2 separate regions of the Hordeum vulgare genome follow, and region 1 is linked to region 2. The links are chromatin contacts, called in public Hi-C maps. All regions are on one chromosome and are shown on one strand. The core of a region is the stretch at or near the end of the contact, and the rest is flanking DNA. Distances in the headings are between cores, read along the strand shown. Region 1 holds the start of LOC123398675. Region 2 holds the start of LOC123452831 (ribulose bisphosphate carboxylase small subunit, chloroplastic).

Region 1 (5,498 bases), core at 1,069-3,568, 130 kb before region 2:
AAATTCCACTACATTGTGGTGCTTCATAGTGTCCTGGGGACATTACAGCTATGTTTGGTTTTGGCCCAAGTTTGCCCTACCAGCCAAATATTTGGCCAAGCTTTTGCTTTGCCATGAGTTGGCCAACATTGGCAAGAAAAATGCACTAGAGTTGGCTAAGAGACATTAGCTTGACCAAAAAAAAATTAGCAACCATAAAAATTAGTCACCTGTTTGTGCGTTGCACCATTGCCAACATCATATAGAGCTCTCTTGTTCAGTGGGCCAATCTTCAGGCTGTCGCACCTACCATGGATCAGGAGCCCATTCCATGGTGGATTGCTGTGAGGGACGTCCCACGGCAGGAAGAGACTGGACTGCATGTGTGTCTTCGTGGTTTGGGCTATCTGGCGTGAAAGGAATGTTCGCGTCTTCTCCAATAAAATCACGCCAATTCTGCAGGCCGTCAATCAGCTGAAGGCTGATGCTGGTGTTCAGGAAGCTTTAGGTCCCCTAAGGGTGTGTTTGGTTCCAGTCACGGGCTGGAATGGCATGGGTCGGACCCGTCCCTGGGCCTCGTTCCTATGTTTGGTAAGTAACTGGAACAAGAACCACCTCGTCCTCCCCAAGAGAATATTCGACCTATATCCGGAACCTGCCGATACCTCCAAATCGGAAGAACCACGCGAAGCGGCTCGCGCTTACACCTCGTCTCCCTCGGCGGGTCGCTTATCTCCTTCTCTTGTCTCTCTCTCACACACACATCCAGTAGGCACAGGAAGGCGCTGCCGGAAGGAGGCGAGCAGCAGCAGGAATCGGCAGGCAGCGGCGCAGGAAGGTGGCCAGCAGCAGCAGGAATCGGCAGGAGGTGGCGCCAGAAGGAGGCGAGCAGCAGCAGGAATCGGCAGGCGACGGTGCCAGAAGGAGGCGAGCAGCAGCAGGAATCGGCAGGCGGCGGCGCTGGACGGGGCGAGCGGTGACAGGCACCAACAGGCGAGCGGCGGCAGATCACGCCATGAGCCGCAAGATTGGCTCGCCCATGCCCAGCCAGGAGATCTGATCTTCCATGCGCAGTTCGAGCATTTCCTTTCTTTTTGTTCTCTCAGATCGGAAAGGCAGGGCGGCAGGACAGCAAACCAGCAGCAGATAGCGGCGTGATAGCAAGCCAGCAGCGGCAAGCAGCGTTGTGGATTTTTAGTTTAGCACTCCAATCCAACTTGTTCGTTGTAAATTTGTTTGTCACATAGTAGAGAACTAATACTAGTAGTTTATTTTCCGAATGAAAACGAGAGTTTAATTGACAGGCAATAGGTAAGTTGGATCAAATTCATTCAATTTATCACAGAAACCAAACACTGAAATAGAACCGTTCCATTCCATCTAATTACACTTTACCAAAAGTAGGAACAGAACCGACCCATTCCGGTGGAATGTAACCATGACATTCCATTCCACTTGGTTCCTGAACCAAGCACACCCTAAGAATACCATTTTACCCTTTAAAACAGGGCACTCGGTTTTTAAGGCAGTAATGGAAGAGTAGGTTGGACCGTTGGAGTATGATAAAGCTTATCCATTGGATTGACATAGAAGAACTCCTAGGTTACAAGTCATCTTATATCTTAACTAAACAAACTAGTATAATTTCGTCTGAGCCAAGATGAATCCCATAGAACAGGAATTCGCACCCACAGAAAAATAACACCTCACATATGGAAACATTTATGGAATATACTATTTTTTGGTAAGATATGGTCAAGCTCCGCCCCTCATTCGCCCAGGGGTATTATCTTGGCAGAAATTTGGAAGGTGCTTTTCCAATCCCCCCAAATGCCAATTTTAAGTTTGTGAGAGAAGGCTATCAAGGGCTCCCGAAATGACCAGCAACAATAAACTGAAAATCAACCCTCCTCTAGAGCCTGTAATCCCTAACTACAACTGATTGGATAGTAAGCAAACGGAGAGGGGCGAGGCAGTGGCGCTACCTTGAGGAGATGGAGGCGGTGGGTCGGAGGAGGGCGGCAAGGGTCCGGCAGCGCTTCGGCAGCGGAGGCTGAGCCAAGAACGGCAGACACGGTCCAAGGCGAAAGTAGAAACCGGGCCTGCTGCTGGTGGTAGTGGCTTGAAGCGGAGGCGGGAGGGACAGACTGGTGGGAGGGCGGAGGAGGTGCCGGTGGAGGTGGAGAAGGGGAGTGGTAGGAGACGAGGGGAGCTCGTCGTCGCCATCGGTGAGAGGTGGTATGTTGCTAGGTTGGAGTAGGAGGCAGCCAGGGAGGGAAAGGAGGGGCAGCACGGCTGAACGTACCTTCTTGTGTGGTGCGCCCGCTGTTCCCCATTCCGGCTCTATCATAGTCGAAAGTTCCTGAAAAGGTTATCCAAAATAACTACTCCCTTCACCCACGTATATATATATATGGCCTAATACGTATTTTAAGGTTGCTATTGATTATTGGTAAATATATATAAGATATATGATATAAAATTAATATCATTAGAAACTCCCTTCTCTCACGATTTTTACTCTAACATGTGATCAAACTTAAACTCGAAAATCGTATTAGGCCTTGTGTATACGGATAGAGAGACTAAGAACTTTGTTTCAAGTCAAATCTTTTTAAGTTCATCACTTTTGCAGAAAATATATTAACATTTACTTTAACATGTGATCAAACTTAACCTGTAAAATTGTATTAGGCCTTGTATGTACGAATAGAGGGACTAAGAACTTTGTTTTAAGTCAAACCTTTTTAAGTTTACCACTTTTACAGAAAATATATTAATATTTACCACATCAAATACATATATTAGGATAATATTTTTATTTTTATGGCTTGAAGCGGAGGAACTAAACCTCGAAGCATGCTCGGATACCGTTAAACATGACTTCTATGAGGCATTCAACAAGCTCTACACCATGAATGGGAGGGGTTTCCCAAAGCTCAATGAGGCACTTCTCACCCTTCTCCCGAAGAGGACGGACGCACAATCCCTATCCGAGTACCGTCCGGTCAGTCTCATACACCTCTTTGGAAAGCTTGTCGCAAAAGTTCTCGCCCTAAGGCTCGTGCCTAGGCTTGCTACGATGGTTTCCACTAACCAGAGGGCCTTCATCGCAGCTAGATGCATCCACGACAACTTCCTCTTGGTGCAGCAAACAACTCTGCTGTTGCACAACCTCAAGGCGTCACGCGTGCTACTCAAGCTGGACATTGCGCGCGCCTTCGACTGCGTTTCGTGGCCCTTCATCCTACAGATCCTCGAGCACCTTGGCTTTGGACCCCGCTGGTGCCAGTGGATCTATATTCTGCTCTCCATGGCTTCCACGCGAGTACTCATAAATGGACACCAAGGGCCTCCAATCGGGCATGCTCACGTCTCGCGTCAAGGTGACCCGGTTTCCCTGATGCTCTTCACACTGATCATTGACATGCTCAACACCATGCTGCTACGGGTCGTTGATGACGGACTCCTCCAGCGCATCACTGCGAGGCACGTGACCTTGAGCATATCACTATACACGGACGACGTCGTCATCTTCTACCACATCGACCGACACGACATCAATATTGTGCGTGAGATACTACATCTCTTCGGGAAAGCTTCCAGTCTCCACACGAACTTCAGCAAATGTTGTGTCACCCCAATCCATTGCGCCGATGAGCAGATCGCCACAATCGCGACTTATATGCGCTGCCCGGTGACCCAATTTCCCATCACCCACCTTGGTCTGCCCCTACCCATTCATAAGGCCTCTACCACGAGTCTACTACCCCTATTCAAGAAACTTGAGCGAAAGTTATCCACTTGGCAAGACTCTATGCTATCAAAGGGAGATCGCCTCGCACCGCTACGACATGTCATATGTGTTGGAAATATGCCCTAGAGGCAATGATAAATAGTTATTATTATATTTCCTGTTACAAGATAATCGTTTATTATCCATGCTATAATTGTATTGAATGAAAACATAGATACATGTGTGGATACATAGACAAAACAATGTCCCTAGCAAGCCTCTAGTTGGCTAGCCAGTTGATCAAGGATAGTCAAGGTTTTCTGACTATGTGCAAGTGTTGTCACTTGATAACTGGATCACATCATTAGGAGAATCATGTGATGGACTAGACCCAAACTATGAACATAGCATATTGATCGTGTCATTTTATTGCTATTGTTTTCTGTGTGTCAAGTATTTATTCCTATGACCATGAGATCATATAACTCATTGGCACCGGAGGAATACCTTGTGTGCATCAAACGTCGCAACGTAACTGGGTGACTATAAAGGTGCTCTACAGGTATCCCCGAAGGTGTCCGTTGGGTTAGTATGGATCAAGACTGGGATTTGTCACTCCGTATGACGGAGAGGTATCTCGGGGCCCACTCAGTAATACAACATCACACACAAGCCTTGCAAGCAATGTGACTAAGTGTAAGTCACGGGATCTTGTATTACAGAACGAGTAAAGAGACTTGCCAGTAACGAGATTGAAATAGGTATGCGGATACGGACGATCGAATCTCGAGCAAGTATAATATCGAAGGACAAAGGGAATGACATGTGGGATTATATGAATCCTTGGCACTGAGGTTCAACCGATAAGATCTTCAGAGAATATGTAGGATCCAATACGGGCATCCAGGTCCCGCTATTGGATATTGTCCGAGGAGTGCCTCGGGTGATGTCTACATAGTTCTCGAACCCGCAGGGTCTCCACACTTAAGGTTTGATGATGTTTTAGTATAGTTGAGTTATATGTGTGGTTACTGAATGTTGTTCGGACTCCCGGATGAGATCACGGACGTCACGAGGGTTTACGGAATGGTCCGAAAACAAAGATTGATATATAGGATGGTTTCATTTGGTCACCGGAAAGTTTCGGGCAATTCCGGCAGTGTACCGGGAGTGACAAATGGGTTCTGGTTGTTTACCGAGAGGGGCCCTCCCACCCGGGAGTGAGCCCAAGGCCCTAGGGTGGTGCCACAAGTCCCTAGTGGGATGGTGGAGTCAGCCCAAGAGGGCTATGGCGCCACATAAGAAAATACCAAAAGAAAAGAAAAGGAAAAAGGAAAGAGGGAGGTGGGAAGGAAGAGGAGGACTCCTCCTCCTCCTGGCGGCCGGCGCACCTTGAGGGCCTTGTCCCTCAAGGCTAGCCCCTCCCCTCCCTCCTATATATAGTGGTGGTTTAGGGCTTTTTGAGACACAACTTTGCCACGTGCAACTCTAGCATATTCCACATAGTTTTACCTCTAGATCGGATTTCTGCGGAGCTCGGGCGGAGCCCTGCAGGAGTAGATCATCACCACCACCGGAGCGCTGTCACACTGCCGGAGAACTCATCTACTTCTCCATCTTGCTTGCTGGATCAAGAAGGCCGAGATCATCGTCGAGCTGTACGTGTGCTGAACACGGAGGTGCCGTCCGTTCGGCGCTAGATCGGGATGGTTCGAGGGACGTGAAGACGTTTCACTACATCAACCGCGTTTCTTAATGCTTCCTGTTGTGCGATCTACAAGGG
Region 2 (5,889 bases), core at 1,768-4,267:
AATCTAAGTTTGTAGTTCTTATTAATTGTTTACAATTGATTCATTGAACTAATGTGAGTTTCCAATATTGACTTTTAGGAGTTGACTAATATATTTTCCTTTTCCAAGTGTATAAACTATCTGATCTCGAAGCTTCATGAATTAGTAATTTGTTTATTCTATAGTTATATATAACTAAAAATATAACTTGAAAATTACATTCTTCGTTTTCTACTATGGTATTTTGACACTATCTTAGGTATCACTTCTTGTAAATTGCCTATTTCTCGAAATCAGTCGGTCGACATAAGTACATAAGGGATGCACGTGACTTTCGGCACTCATTTTTAACCATAGCTTTAACCAATAAAACGTGGCTCCATCTCCCAAAAAAATTAAATCATTAAATTCTGAACAAAAGGATTTTTCATATGTACTAAAAACCAAGTGAGTACCTAACAAATGCACGTGACTATACTTACTACATATAACTTAACATAGATGATAAAATGCAAAACAACAAATATTTTCTTGGGTGAAATAAAATTATTCAAAGGAGCTTAGGAGAATTATATAAAGAATAACACTTCATAGTAAGCATCTCATGACATGGCTTATTTTGTCACAGACTCGAGTGGTATATGAATAAAAATGTATATCTTCAAAATATTTTTAGACTTGAATCTCAAAATAATGCGCGTACACTAAATCTTACTTTTTTCAAAATATTTTTAGACTTGAATCTCAAAATAATGCGCGACACTATTGTTGATGCCGAGTATGCAGAGCCTAGGCAGTGCAGCAGTGGAAGTATGTACGCACGCTTGATTTTTCGCTTGGAGTCGGAGGAAACATAAATGGCCGCCGTCGGCGTAGCACACAATCTGCACAGCACTGAAAGATCATAGAGAAGATATAGTTTCTATGGACAATGGTATGGTGATCAGCTCTGATGAGACTTGAACGACCGCAAAGAAAGCTTTCTGCCTTGCACGTTTTCAAGAGATGAGCAAGGCATGCTAGTTAAAAGAAAAGAGTCAATTAAAGTTTGTTTCTTCACTTTTTCGGTTTTTACATTCATGCAGATATTTTTGGGAGAAATACATGCACGCAGATACGTTTTGTATTTTCACAAATCTTGTTGTATAGTACTTCCTCGGTTCCTAAATATAAGACCTTTTAGAGATTGTACTATAAACTACATACAGATGTATATAGACATATTTTAGAGTGTACATTCACTCATTTTGCTCTGTATGTACTCTTCTAGTGAAATCTCTAAAAGGTCTTATATTTTGAAACGGAGGAAGTACGTAATATCTTGTTGCGTGGTCCAGAGTTTATATAAATTTAAGATGTAATCACTTGGGCCCATCAAATCAATGGTTAATGAGACGTGAGTAAGATATGTGAGAGATTTTCCGGTTTGGAGATACGTGAGATTTTGAAAGGAGACATCCTGGGAAAAAACAGAAGGGGGAGTCTTGAGAGATAAATATACAGTTGGTGGAAAAAAAGGGATATATGAGACCTGATAATTTGGGTCAGGTTTTGGACGTACGTGAGAGAGAGCCATGCGAGATTTACCAAGGAAAAAAAAATACCTAGGAGATTGTGTCAGATTTTGGTGTGGTTTGGTTCATTGGTTCTTTTTGTTGGCGCAAGAGATTTTTTTGGCACAAGAGTAACATAAATCATAGGGAATTTTAACTAATCTTAGAATTTTCAGGATTGATCTACACCGTAGTAATTCGGCCCCACGGGATCAACGGTTCCTAATTTTTAATTAACATGGGAATTTTTAGAAAGTCTAGAATTAGTATAAGTATAGATAGATTGTAATAATTCTATCTTTGCAAGAAATATAATACAACTTCCTCATTTTCCCTTTAGTTATACTCTAGCCTGAGATTTAGCCCTATGTCACACTTATAGATACAACTAATATCATATTATTGGCCAACGTTCCGTGGGGCCATGTTTATAACCCTACATCTTAGGGATAAAAACTAAGACAGAAGTTCCTAATAAAAAGTATAAGCACGGTGCTGGAGATATTTTCCATTGGTTACCATTAAAACGTATATAGTTGACATATTATTGTATAATATTATGCGTACGTGCATATACATAGCCACCGACAGCATTCACATACAAGCATGTTTTCTCGAGCCATGTTGGTACATGAACATGGACATACACATATTCTTAGGAACAAATAAGAAAGATAAATGGAGAAGGAAAACCCAAAGCAATGTCAGAGTTGACAAAACTGCAATGGCACTTTATATGTGGCCCATCGTCAGTGAGCTGTTTATGCCTTGCCGGACTCCTCGCAGCCTGGTGGCTTGAAGGCGATGAAGCTGACGCACTGCACCTGACGCATGTTGTCGAATCCGATGATGCGGACATACGCGTCAGGGTACTCCTTCTTGACCTCCTCCACCTCGTTGAGCACCTGTGTGGCGTCGGTGCATCCGAACATAGGCAGCTTCCACATTGTCCAGTACCGGCCATCGTAGTACCCAGGAGATGCGTTGTGCTCACGGAAGATGAACCCAACCTTGCTGAACTCGAGGCAAGGCACCCACTTGGAGCGGATCAGGTAGTCGACCTGCTTAAGGAGGGCCTCCGTGCTGAGTGGTGGCAAGTAAGACAGGGTCTCGAACTTCTTGATGCCCTCGATGGGCCACACCTGCAAATCAGATTCACGTCTATACATTAAGAGACTATAACTCTAGTTCTACACGTTTGATTGTTCTTCTTGACATCCGTCGGCTTAAAAATGACTAGAAAGACAGAGACGATGTTGTTTACCTGCATGCACCTGATCCTTCCACCGTTGCTGACGCTGCCGAGGCTAGCACCGTTCGAGCGGCGGCTGACGGGGAGGCCGGCGGTGGACTTGAGCCCCTGGAAAGGAGCGACGGAGGTGGCCGACGAGGCCATCACGGTGGGGGCCATAGCTGTACTATGTAGGTATATAGCTTGCTAGAGGGAGGCACACTGGCTTGAGGACTGGTTCGTTGGGTCAGCAAGGCTTATATAACCCTTGGGCCCTTCCTGAACAAGATGTGGAAGGAGTGGCTGCCGTTCGGCAGCGGCGATAAGCCCCCGCGGATCACCGCGTCCTGATAAGGTCGGGATAAACAACCACATGTCTGCGCGCCTTATCCTCTGCACCATAGAATCAACGGCCGTGTGCCCTGCTAGCTGCTGGCCCTACTCATTGCTTGCTACTTGCACTCATGCCCATTTGCATTATTCTCCAGGTTGGCTGTACCGTATATATGGTGAGATAGTGAGATGTATCAGCATTGCTACGCCTACTAACTAGAGTTAACTTTTATTTGAGGGAAACTAGAGGTGATTATATATTGTGAAAGGGCATCTGCCTTAGGTACACTTCCAGATTAATACTTGGCAAACACAGCTTCCTTCATCCTACACGGTTAGTATGCCGAAGTCATGTCCGTGATATGATGTCTCAAGTCTCAGCATAGATAGTTTATGAAATGGTTGTGTCGCTGTGAAAACCGGTCGACTTTGGCCGCCGTTTGCAATCTCACTTTCGGATTCAACAGTAAGATACTCCTAAGCATGGCATTGCTAGCTGCTTGATGTCTCTCATGTAGAATTTTCTTTGAGTGTACAAACTCAAAGGAATAAATTAAGGCAAACATCACAACAATAAGAACAACATTACATAAAAATAAAAAAAACAGTGATGACAATGATCATCAATGTACAAAATCACACGAACAAACTAAGGCTAGCATCACAATTCATCACAACAACAACAAAAACAACGATGGTGATAATGATGATGATGCAAAATTGTGTGATCACCTCATTTTCTACACCGAGGTGGTGTTGGTTAGTCGTTGGCTCTCACTCTCCATCTCTCCCTCTCCTTCTCCCTCTCTCCCTCTCTCCCCATCCCTCCCTCTCTCTCCCTCCCTCCCTCCCTCTCTCTCTCTCCCTCTCCCTCCCTCCCTCCCTCCCTCCTCTCTCTCTCTCTCTCTCTCTCTCTCTCTCTCTCTCTCTCTCTCTCCCTCCCTCCCTCCCTCCCTCCCTCTTCCTCCCTCTCCCTCTCCCTCCCTCCCTCCCTCCCAAACAAGCATCCTCACATCACTCCCAAACCTATCCCGTACCCATAATAGAGGATATGTGGTGCGAGAGTTGCAACCTGAAAAGTGCATGTGTGTGACAGCCCGAGACCGACGTTCTATAAGATTCCCCTCATATTTTATTGCCGTCGTGCGATTAGATTGTCTGTCACATTCATCATCGCATCATGCGCATCATCTGCATTGCATCGGCACTCCGTTGCCGCTAGTTTTCAAAACCTGCATCCGTTATTAGTTGCTGGTTCTCTCTATGTTCGCCGTCGAACGTTTTGAGACCAACCACACACGCATGCGCCCGTGGCATCGTTAAAATATTATTTTTAAAAGTGCGTTAAAAATATTCACGGCTTGGGTCGAAAGTTGGCATGCGGTCTTAATATAGTGTAGGTAGACCGCCTACCAAATTTCGTCGCAATCAGAGTCTGTTTGATACCCGAACGGTCAACCGTAGCGGCATCGTCTTCGATTTATCGTAGGACGTTTTGTCGGTGTTTAAAATCACGTTGCCGGCCACAACCTCCCTCTCTTCCCCACAAAGGCCATCTACATAGCCCAACACCACCCACCTAGCCTACCCCTTCGTTTCGGACCGCCCGATCAAGATCCTACGATCTGAAAACAGATTAAATTAGCTAACTGTAGCCCCTTAATTCAATCCGTGTCTATAAAAGGAAGGGCGAGCCCTCCAGATCCGGCCTCTCCTCGTTTTCCGTGTGTCCCCAAACCCTTAGCCTCCTCTCCCACCTCCTCCTCTCTCCTCCAGGCCCGCCGGCCCGAGCCAGGCCCTCCCCGGGCCCATAGGGGCGAAGCAACCCCTATCTCCCACATGCCCGAGCTCCTCCCGAGTTGCTGCAGCGTCGGAGCCCGCAGGTCGCCGCGCCCGGACACCTTCGGCTGCCGCCGCCCACTAACATCGCTTCCAGCCCCCGGCCGCCTCCCGCCGCCGGCCGCCGCCAGTCCCCGCCGGCCAAAGCCCCAGCCGCACCTCCCCATCGCCAAGCAGCAGTAGCTGCTGCCTCTCCTCGATCTGATCTGGAACGAGGGAGGTTTCCGGCTTGCTAGCGCCCTGTCGTCCGCTGTGGACCGCGGCCCAGCGCCTCCGCCAGCCTAGTTGGGCCAGATCTGCCCCGGCCTGCCCAGCCAACTCCTCGCCGAGCCAGGCCTCGGCCTGCTAAGGTGAGCCCTGGTAGCCTCTCTCCCGCGCCATGTGCATAATATTATTGACCTGCGCTCAGTTCTATGGGCCCAATAGTAAACATATTCGGCCCGTAGCGATTTTTCTATTAACTTACGATTTAATTCTTTGTCACAAAAACATGCATATTTTCAAACGCCCGTAGTTTTTAAACCGTGCGTCGGATCGCGACAAGTTAGATATGTAGAACATGTAGAATTTCAGGCAGATTAATATTTTACAACTCTCATGCATATTTAAAACTGTTTTACATGCTATTTGCATTGGATTGCGTGTTGATGTGATAGAAATGGTTTAGTTTGTAGTTATTTAACCGTAGCTCCGTTGGAGATGAGCCATATATGTAAATGGAATAGGACGACGAGTAGAATCACGTGAACCACTTTGTTTTTCCATTTAACAACCTTCGAATGTGGTTAGGACAAATCTAGACAGATTACAAAGTTAACGTGTGGGGTCAGTTCGGAGTGTCATGTTTAACAACATTTTATATTACCGTGTACCTAAACGGGAGTGAACTAAATAATTAAATGTGGAGTTCCGTTAATATGCAACTCGTTGCATATTGAGCTTCACTTAATGTGT

What was found. Hi-C and Micro-C count contacts between places; a contact is called where the count stands out from the background.
Region 1: a contact with region 2 is called in a Hi-C map of seedling, with 5 times the contacts expected there. The contact joins the promoter of LOC123398675 here to the promoter of LOC123452831 in region 2. A contact is called at or near these places in 2 of 6 Hi-C or Micro-C datasets (leaf and seedling).

What each region holds. Positions count from the first base shown.
Region 1 is chr5H:357,212,472-357,217,969 of MorexV3_pseudomolecules_assembly, reverse strand. It overlaps LOC123398675, which reads right to left and starts at 2,318. Exons shown (of 2, transcript XM_045093122.1): 1 at 1,965-2,318. The coding sequence starts at 2,205.
Region 2 is chr5H:357,079,989-357,085,877 of MorexV3_pseudomolecules_assembly, reverse strand. It overlaps LOC123452831 (ribulose bisphosphate carboxylase small subunit, chloroplastic), which reads right to left and starts at 3,017. Exons shown (of 2, transcript XM_045129554.1): 1 at 2,797-3,017; 2 at 2,048-2,674. The coding sequence starts at 2,943. The coding sequence ends at 2,294.